3 separate regions of the Rattus norvegicus genome follow, and all the other regions are linked to region 3. A link is a contact called in public Hi-C and HiChIP or PLAC-seq data. All regions are on one chromosome and are shown on one strand. Each heading gives the region's core, a stretch centred on a gene start, on an enhancer-like site or on the middle of the called end of the contact. The rest is flanking DNA. Distances are from core to core; before and after follow the strand shown.

Region 1 (3,313 bases), core at 671-3,170, 130 kb after region 3:
CTCCAGACAGATAGCAGGGGCTCCCTTGACTCTACTATGCCTGCTGGCCAAGGCTTCATCTCCTCACTCTCCCATGAGGCACATGGGAGGGGTAGCACACATTTTCTAGACGTCCCCAAACAAAGCAGGGTGTCGGCGGCATCATCTGCGGAACAGGCTGTAGACAGATGAGTATGAAAGGAAAGTCCTGCCCTCCCTCCGTGTAGTCCAGAGGCCCAGCTTCCTATTTCGTTTAGGGACACACAGCTCAATCACCAGACTCTGAATCTAGTCTCCAGCTAAAAGAATGGTGCTAGGTGTTTCACTCTAGGATGCGATGGGGACATTGGAATCCTGAAACGACTTGCTTTGATTAAATCCAAGAACCCCTTCCCAAGAGCCCAATGCTTTTCAGCAACTCCTACACATGCTCCGGAAAATAAAGATTTATTTCTTCCCTGCCCGTAAAAGCGCCCTGCCTCAGAAAAGAAACCGCTACTCAAATTCTGAGAAGCTAAGCTGATCTCATAAAGGTGACGAAACAAAACAGAATCTCAATTGTGTGGCGTCTCCAACTGACAATAATTTTGTCACAAAAGTGCGTACTTTCTCTATTGGTATATCTGGTTGTTTAAGAAAACTTGTATTTTAAATAATTCATGAGCATTCAAACATGGCATTTTATTGTTTTCATTCTACCACATGAGGTTCTTTCTTTGCTTTGAAAAATTATCTCCTTCTAGCATATATATGCATATGTATATATATATGTAAAATCATTTTAGTCAATGCTCTCTTATGCATAACCACACTTCTGTTGAAGATTTTTTAAAAATCATGCCACTGTTTATTAAACTATTCATCCTACCAAAGAAAGCCCATGATCTCAGCTCAAGCCCGTCAGACCCCTTTACTGCACTTTTACATATGCCATTCATAAACGCGAACCAGTCACCGTCTCACACTCATCAGCATCCAGTGCTTAAGAAAATTTACAGAATAAGAACTGCGTTCTGATTGTATTCCTTCAGTGTACAGCATACACATAGAAGGAAACAAACCGGCTCACTTTGATATTATCTCTGTCTGGAATTAACAATCGCTTTGATCTAGAGACGGGTAAAGTCCATACAGGCATTAAATCCATTCACACACGGGTATCCGATTTTCAGCAAGTTACGGGCAGGCCATGGTCCTTTAAATAAGGATGCAACTTTAGGGTAAGACCTTCTAAGAAACGGTAGCAGCAAAGAGAGGAAGACAAGGGTTCCTTAGAGGAACCGTAGCAGCAAAGAGAGGAAGACAAGGGTTCCTTAGAGGAACCGTATAGTACTGTCCCTCGTTCGCGAAATGCGAGCCTTTGTTGGTTAAAAAAAAAAATCTACTTACAAAAGATCCCAACCTCCTCACAGCCAAACCACAGCCATAATATTGCAAAGAGACGGCCCACCGAAATATATACGTACATGAATGGGCTTAACATCTTTCACTTCTTACAACCCAAAACAAGGATCTGCCACGCTCGGGTGCCCAGACTGCAGCTTCACAGCCCAGCTGACTGCAACTCAGCCCTGCCGGACTGCGGAGCTGGCGAAGCAAACCACTTCTTACATTCAGCTTGTTTTCCTACCACTGAGGGTGGTTCCCCACACCCCGAACAAAATGTGTCACAAATCTGACCATCATTCTGGGAGGAAAAGAAAATTAAATCCCGCCATTAATCATTTCCCCCAAGCCTGAAGCACTATCCCTCGCTTCCCTAAGAAATCCCACCCTAAAACCCACAGGCATGGTCATTTCATTTCAATTCAAAAGGAGCTACATGGAAAACGTGTCCTTTACCTTGCTTGGCTCCGGAGGCTTGGTTAGAGAGCAGCTTCCCCTGGTGGAGCAGATGGGTGGTGAGCTCGGCCCGCCCAGCCTAGCCCAGCCCAGCCCAACCCAGCCCAGCCCAGCCCAGCCCAGCCCAGCTCAGCCTGCGCAGCCCAGCCCAGCCTAGCGCAGCTCAGCCCAGCCCACCCCAGCCCAGCCTTAGTAGGAGTTGCCCACCAGGAGTCGTGGAGTGTCTGTCTGAATAGCAGCCCCTGAAGCCCAAGCTAAGTCCCCACCCAGCTTTGTCTTCAATCATCATTTCTACAGGAAGCGGCGCATCTCCCACTTCCTCCTCTCTTAGTGTCGGGTAGCAAACCAGCTTTCTTGTTTGCTTCTCCCGCCACTTCAAGGCTTCCTCTAAGTGGCTTTGTCTGCTGCTGCTGCTGCTGCTCCTGCTGCTGCTGCTGCTGCTGGTGGTAATTTGGCTCTAATCCCCTCGACCCCTTTGTTCCAGTGCCCCTCCATCCCCAGCTCCCTACTGCATTGTCTCCTCCAAGCCTTTCTCATCTCCCAACAGTGTCCACACAGTGCCTCAGTGGGTCTCCTGGACACCTAAACTGCTTCCTCATTCTGAACTGGAGCTGCTGTTTTTATTGAGCCGGCTGGCCAGCCAGCAGCTCCTGATTTATCGCCTATCTGCATTCCCAGGCAGCTGGCAGCTTCTCGATGCTGAGTTTTTCCTTTGTGGCCAACGTTCCCGAAGCTTCATTCCCCCAAGGTCTCCCTACCACTGAGATTTTATTTAACCCATATGCTTAGAAAATAATGGCCCCACGGGACTTCTTCTGGGACATGGGAGCTAGGCCAAGTCCTGCAATGCTGAGGTAGAAGACATAGCAGTGAGAACAGGCTGAGAAGAGTGTGAATGAAGTGGGTTGGAATGGTCCGAATTCCCAGCCCAGACACAGACTCCCTCCTCTGAGCTGTCATTCCTGCCTGTGAACTTAGACAAATGACTTAAATTTCTACGTGCCTCAGTTTCCGTACTTGCAAAAAGCATACCATATGTTAAAGCGAAAAATCAGAGAACTGAGTAAGACCAGATAGACACTCGGCACTTCAAGCAGTTCCGGGAGCAGAGAAAATCCTCAGTTACGGCTAGCATATAGTGTTTACAAGAGATTGAAACTCAAGTGGCTTGGGCAGTCAATAGCCAGTGGGAGGCCAGTGTTTGTTCCCCTGCCTGCCTCCACAGTTATGTTCACAGCTGAGCCCCGATGCTGTGGTAACAGTTTACCCCAGGCTTGAGTTGTTCTTTCTCTGGATTAAGGAAGCACTTTGGAGGAAGGTACAGTTTAAACACCAGCAGGGAGGTGAGGTGGGAGCCCTTGTTCCTGAAGAGAGGTGATGTGTGGTAGCCTGAGACAGCAGAATCACTTCGTGCTCAAGGCTCCCCTGGGCTATCCAAATGTAAATAATAAATAAATTCATCCTCCCTCAGAAGCCAGGCCTAGAAAGCTAA
Region 2 (3,240 bases), core at 450-2,949, 220 kb after region 3:
TTTACCTTTTTTACTTTGGTGAGCAATTTTTGTTAGCTATTTAAAGTTCCTAGTCATTGTGCCCAAGTGATCCCAAGAAGTATTCCAGATGTAAATGTAATCTGATGTAAATGATCAAGTGTGAGGTGAAGGGATGCAGGGCAGGCTGCAGCAGCTCCATTCTGCCCCTTGGTGGCAACATGCTCCACGGAATTCTACTCCAGCCTGGGCTCTGTGTGTCAAAGCTAGAGAACCCTCTGAGAGTTACTGGAGTGAGTGTCAGGAATGTAACACACTGCTCTTATTTTGCGCAAATGAGGATGGCAGTTCTCCCAACCATGTAACTTCCTGTAGCAGACCAGTTGTCTAATCTAGCTGTGCAAATCAACCAAAAGACAAAGGGGACAGCCTGACATGCTCAGTGCATAGTCCTAGCAGCATAAAATCATAGTTGGTAAAAACTCCCCAACCTGAAACCCTCAGAAAGGACTGTCACTGGTTGAAGATAACTTTGCTCCTGGGGTATGACTTAGCCTATGAGAGGGAGAAGAAAGAACCAATGGCCCACCAGCTTGGAAGGTAGTCACCAAGGGCTTCCAGGGGCCTTGAGATTGGAGTAAGAAGGCAGAGTGGCTAAGTTCTCCCAGATAACAAATTCTTAAAGAAGCCCCTAAACCTTGTAACTGGATTCTTCTTTGGGGTCAACAGAAGCAAGCCACCTTTGTTTACTTAAGGATAAATGTGGCCCTGCCAAGGTCAGACAAGGCCAAATGCTGTGACAAAGAGCAAAAATAATGTGCTTATAAGACCTTGGAGGTGACAGAAATGACACTTCCACATGCAACTACTACAGTGACTACCTGTGTCTCTTTCTTTGATGACTGAGCTGCCTTTAATGGCAGCCTCATTCTGGGCTACTGGAAGTGAAAATTCTGAGGTCAACAGGTCTAAACTCAGAAAATAAAGACTATCAAAATAAAACTTAGTGATCTGACAAGAACAGCAAACGCACAGTCCTTGCTTCTCCTCCCTGCCAGGCATGTAACTGCCTCACATCTCGCTGTCCCCAAAATGCAAAGCCAGTGCACACGCCTTCTGGGAAGAGGTGAGCAGGAATGAATAATGGATTGTGGTGGCAGGAGGTCTGCGTGTTTCCTACCATATCCAAGTGCCCAGGAGGGTGCACTGCAAGCAACAGATGAAGTTAGATGAAAACTAAGAATTTGTTTCTTAAGTAGAATGTGTAGGGGAGAACAAAAGAATTAACAACAGACCTCTACCTATCATTTAATATTTCACAGAAATTAATGTTACCTTCAGGAGCTGGGTCGATGGCTCAGCAGTTAAGAGAGGATCCAAGTTCTGTTCTCAGCCTCCTCACTGGGTGTCTTACAACAGCCTGTAACTGTAACTCTACAGGATCTCCTGGTCTCCATGGACACCAGCACACACATATGTATATACGCACATACCCACACACACAGACACAAAGTTACCTTCACAGTGTAAGAATTATAGCTTAATTCTGAAAGTAAAAATCACTGCAGGAACCAGTAATTTTTTTTTAAAAAACCTTAAGTCTGAACAAAATTAGTCTTTTCATTCGTCGGAATGACTCACAGAAAAGGTATGTGTGGCCCAATTCCAATGAACCTAAACTCCACTGTTGTACTGGGAAAAAAAAAAAAAAACGGACACCCAAACCAGGCCCAATAGCTGCTGTGCACACAACTGCTGACTAGAGCCCACAGACAGAAGCGTACGGACTGCAGCAACCGGAACATGAAAGGCCAGGGCCCAGGAATGTAGCTCTGTTGGCACAGTGCTCACCTCAAGTGTACAAAGCCCCAGATTTGAGTCCCAGTATATAAACCAGAACCACAAAGTGTGTTTAAGACCAGCCTGGGCTACAGGAGATCCGTTCAAAAATACCTAAAAGAAAGTGAGTCACAACCCAAGCAGTAAAACTACAGTCTGATCTCCTGGCCCTTCCCTCTGCACACGCTCAAGACTTTCTCTTGTGTACCTATCATAAATAACCTCTGATCAAATTTCCAATATCAGGGCTGGAAAGATAGTTCAGCAGTTAAGAGCAAGCTGCTCCTGCAGACGACCCAGTTCCCAGAACCCATAAGGCAGCTCACGGCCATGTGTGACTCCAATTCCAGGGGCCCTGACACTCTCAAGCATGTGATGTACACACACACACACACACACACACACACACACACACACACACGTGGGAAAACACTCATACAAAAAATAAATATTTTTGATCTCTAATTTTGACTTTGTCTCTTCTTCCCCTAAACAGGGACAGGGTTAATAGGAAAATGTAAGATGGCCACGGGTAGTGTGTGTGGGGCCCTACTTATAGAAAGAATCTTAAAGACACTTTATTTTCAATACCACTGATGACCAAAAAGAGGAGATGCAAGACAAAAACAAACAAAACTTCCTAAATCTTACAACCTAAACTTTTTGGGAAAATAATTCCGAAAATACTGTTTATTTTTATTTTTTGAAGGCTAGAGAGATGGCTCAGTAGTAAAGAGCATTTGTTGCTCTTTCAGAGGACCAAGGTTCAGTTCCCAGCATCCACAGTGGGTCACAACCATCCATAACTCACGTTCCAGGGGATCTGAGCGCTCTTTGGAGCTCTGAGGGTACCAGGCACACACAAGGTTCATCTATACCTCGCTATGTAAATATTAAACTATTTAAAGGGAGCCCCAATGTGCCTACTCATCCACCACATCACCCAGTAACCCAGAACCTCACAGTGCATGTCTAGAGTGCCAGTGTCACCACTCCAATAACGAGACAAGCCAGCCTCCTTCTTATATGGCTTTTATATACCGCACCAGCCCCACCCTGAGTGTCCTTTAGAAATTTCACCTAAATCAAAGAGGAGTTCGAAGATGAAACGGCAGCAGATCAGGGAATAAGTGGAGAATGTGTCCACCCTGCACGCTGTCCTTTGTCCTTTAAAGTCCATGCTCAGGACTGGAGGACCAGCTGGGGCCGGTCCTACCTGCCCTGTGGGGGTCTGATCTGTAACTCCCGCTCCAGCTGCTCAGCTGTCAGGGTACCCTGGATGGCTTCGCAGCCCGGGTTGAACACAGAGTAGGCGCTCTTCTCCCCTTCTTTCTTCTCCCCGGGACCCCGAGTCCCTACGTACATCCAATAGAACATAGACAGGACAAAATAAGCCAGGCCAAACTCCAGCTCCACAAACAGACCCAGCAGGACCAACCAGAG
Region 3 (3,367 bases), core at 307-2,806:
TTATAGCAATAGAAATGTAACTAAAACAAGCACTCAAAGGAATATTGCTACACTTTTGTATCTAACCTTAACTAAAGCTCTGAGAGATGAGCTGTGCTCTTCTGGCCTTTGTGGATACACACACACACACACACACACACACACACACACACACAAATTATGCAGACAATCCTATTAAGGAATGCCGTGCCACCTAGAAAATGTTTAATCTAAATGCTGAAAGCTTGTTAGGATAAGATAATTTGCTTTAAAAATCCAAACAGCGAATTTTGAATCCATGAAAGGAGCTTTATTCATATTGATCACTATTATAGCTTAAAAGAATATAGGAATTTTCAACTCCACCTCATTCAACCTTTACAAGAGTTCTCTGCGCTTCCTTTTACTTCCTGATTCCTTACCTTTTCAAAGAACTTGGGCCAGTCACTGCTGTGGATGTTTCTCAAGTTACCTCTGTCTTCAATCTTGTAGTGTCTGATCTTCTGGTCTTCAAGCCAAACGATAAAGTTTCTAAACTCTGTTTCATCTGCAACGAAACGTCACGTATCAAGTCACTAGAAGCCCTCGAGATCCTTGGTGGCTTTCTAACCTGCAAACACTACGTTAACTGACCCCAAGAGAAGTAAGCAAGAGCTCAAAGTTCAGACTGTAGAGTCATAGGTCATTGCAATACACTCAGATTCTGTATGAGCCTCAGAAAACAGGCTTTGAGTATTAAATGAATTAAACACGCGTGGAACAGTGTTTCCTATGTTTTATTAGTACTCTGGTTCCTTTAGAGTTTAGGGGGACTGGGCATGTAAAAACTTTGAAGCAAGCGAATAGAGTAAAATAAACAAGGAATAAACGATTAAAACATACTAAATACAGGGTACTGTTACCAGGATGCATTTGCTTCCTTAAATTTTCTCCCAAAATCATCAGGAAAGATCCTCATTTTACACGCCAGAGAACTGAGGACTCAAACCCCAATTTCGGCTCTACCACCACCCACCAATCCTTGACTAAAAAGCCAAGTACAAAACCAGAACAGACACTGATATGCTCTAGAGACCAAACGCTGCTACCCCACTTCTACCTGTGCGTCCAGTACGGAGGAATGAGGCCCTGATCCCCGCCTCGCTCCCAGTCTCCCACGGGCCGGCAGGACTTCGGTATTTTTTTTTTTCTGAACCGTTCCACCTCCCTGGCAGCCGACCACTAACTTTCGGTGTGCCCCAAAGGGCATCCCCAGTCCCCTCCCCTACCCTGCTGCCCCAGCAGGTGCCCGCTGAGCCGCCTCGGGGCCGGGAAGCGTGCCGAACGCCGCCGGGCAGCGGCCGCCGTGTTTGGGTCCTGGTTCAGGCGGGCTGGGGAGGCGCCGACGCCGAACCCCGCGGCCGCCACCCACCTTTGCAGTTGAAGCCTGTGGGGTTGTGGTAATCCAGGGCCGTGAGCTTGCGTCGGAACATGGTCCCCGCTGCTCGCGCTGGCCGCCCGGGCCTCCGCCGGGACAGGAGAAGCGAGGTGAGGCGGGCGGCGCAGGCACCGGCGACGCGGCGAGGGGGCGGGGCGATGACCGACGCTCCGGACGGACGGCAGACGGAGCCAATCGCGGCTTAGAAACGCCCTCAGCCCGTAAGAACTCGCCAATCACCGCTACTGCTGAGGAGGCGGGGCCACGTCGGGGCACGTCGACGCTCAAATAAACTTTATTGTCAGCTTCCTATTTGTACAATGGACCGAAAGCAAGGCGGAAGCCGAGATTAGTGGATCTAACTCCTTTTCTTGCTACAGTAGGCAAAACCAAAACCCCAAACCAAACCAAATAAACAAACAAACAAAAAAATGTCTGTACGCTTTCTTCTATCGGCTATAGCTCTTATTGACTCTGAGTTGCCGCTTAATATTTTGAACGTATTAATTTCCCCTCTTTGAACTCAGGTAAAGAAAGGTGCCTGCAGGATATTCTTTTGGACTAGTTGAAGTGATGCAGATTACATACAACGCCTATGCAATATTTCAGTGTGTCGCCAAAAAGTGAAGTTAAAACCTGGGAACTGGCCTTTCCTTCTCACAAAACTCTCAGTCATTAACTAAAGTGGGCCACTAACTCCTGCCATCTCTAGCATTCTTTCTTGCCTTTGGTGATCTAGCTCCCCACTCTGTAACTGATTATCTAAAGCGCCCATTTAAAACTTTCTTCTTATCTTTTAGCAAACTGTCCATGCTTGTTCTGAATTGCATGTTCCCAGGTTTTGGGCCTCTTATCCAACTTTGCAAAAGCAAAAGCTATAGTGCAGAGTCTCTTTTCACGGGTCAAGAGAAAGGAGGAGCTGGTTGCTAATGTGGATGGTCCTTTATTTTAATTGATAGATCAAGTTATATGATCATTCCAATACTGCTCATGTCCCTTCCCACAGTGTAACTGGCTTTAATCACACATGCAGGCATGTGATAGTAAATAGGAGATTCTTCTTAAAAGGTTATTAGAGTATGTAATTTCCTCTTACTTGTGCCTACACCTCAAACCAGTTCAGGCTAGCTTGACCCTTCTAATCTTTATACCCCATGCATTGGGAATATACTTGAGTAAAGACTGTTTAAGTGTGATTGTGAAGAAACATTATTTAGAGGTGGAAGTACATATAATCTGGGTTGGTTAAGGGAGGTCTGAGGTGTCAGGTAAATTGGACAATAGTTTGTGGGGTGTGGGTGCATGTGTGCGTGTGTGTGTATATGTGTGTGTTTGTGTGCATGTGCACATGCATGTGTATGTGTATGTGTGCGTGTGCACGTGCATGTAGGTGTGCATGTGTGTTACAGGTGGAGGAACAAGGCTGTCAAGTGCACTGTTCTAAGAGGGCGTATGTGAATAACTCAGAAACAAATTGGGGGTCTAAGCTAACCTCTCTCCTATGCTCCCCTCCATGGTTACCCATTGAGCTCTAAGACAATCAAGGATTCTTTCTGAATTTAAGATCCTTCCCATTCCCATTGCAAATTGTTTTCCAGATACAAGAGAGCAGCGATGAGCAAGACAGACCGGCTGTCTACTTTGATTCTCTTTAAAAGGCCAAAAAGGGTGGGAGGAGGGGGAACAAAAAAGAGAAACTGTGGCTTGAACCTAGTGAGGAGTTCCTGCACAGTCAAAATGATAACTTATTTTGCTGGAAGCAGATGTGCAAAGGCAAGAAATGAACAACAATGGGGCCGAGAGGGAAACACTTATGGAAGCTGGAGGGAGGCGGTGACAGCTGGCAAGACTGTGGACAAAGGCAGGCGCCTGATCAGAGAGGCCTTTCATGGCAAACTGAGGGGCGCCGTTGAAGCTCTTGGAGCTAAGCCAACTATACATTTCATTTTAGTTCAGGAGCGGGTAATTAAA

The links. A called contact is a pair of places that touch in the nucleus more often than the background predicts. HiChIP or PLAC-seq counts read pairs in DNA pulled down with a chosen protein or histone mark.
Region 1: a contact with region 3 is called in an H3K27ac HiChIP or PLAC-seq map of oligodendrocytes, with 2.8 times the contacts expected there. The contact joins the promoter of Gng2 here to the promoter of Rtraf in region 3. A contact is called at or near these places in 3 of 12 Hi-C or Micro-C datasets (the Rat2 cell line, Schwann cells and frontal cortex) and 1 of 1 datasets of contacts at active chromatin or transcription factors (oligodendrocytes).
Region 2: a Hi-C map of Schwann cells shows a contact between it and region 3, with 7 times the contacts expected there. The contact joins the enhancer-like site here to the promoter of Rtraf in region 3. A contact is called at or near these places in 9 of 12 Hi-C or Micro-C datasets (the A7r5 cell line, the Rat2 cell line, Schwann cells and 5 more) and 1 of 1 datasets of contacts at active chromatin or transcription factors (oligodendrocytes).

What each region holds. Positions count from the first base shown.
Region 1 is chr15:4,364,015-4,367,327 of GRCr8, reverse strand. Gng2 (G protein subunit gamma 2) reads right to left here and starts at 1,920. Exons shown (of 4, transcript NM_031754.1): 1 at 1,822-1,920.
Region 2 is chr15:4,278,545-4,281,784 of GRCr8, reverse strand. Saysd1 (SAYSVFN motif domain containing 1) reads right to left here. Exons shown (of 2, transcript NM_001402359.1): 2 at 2,814-3,240. The coding sequence ends at 3,010. Among named protein-coding and RNA genes, the nearest start is that of Saysd1, 6.9 kb to the right of the region's middle. Within about 2 kb of position 1,699, at least 6 of the 93 cell types and tissues checked have an H3K27ac peak or open chromatin away from gene starts, as enhancers often do. A contact at or near this core is called in the A7r5 cell line and Schwann cells, where this site is marked.
Region 3 is chr15:4,494,583-4,497,949 of GRCr8, reverse strand. Rtraf (RNA transcription, translation and transport factor) reads right to left here and starts at 1,556. Exons shown (of 8, transcript NM_001395114.1): 1 at 1,391-1,556; 2 at 402-526. The coding sequence starts at 1,451.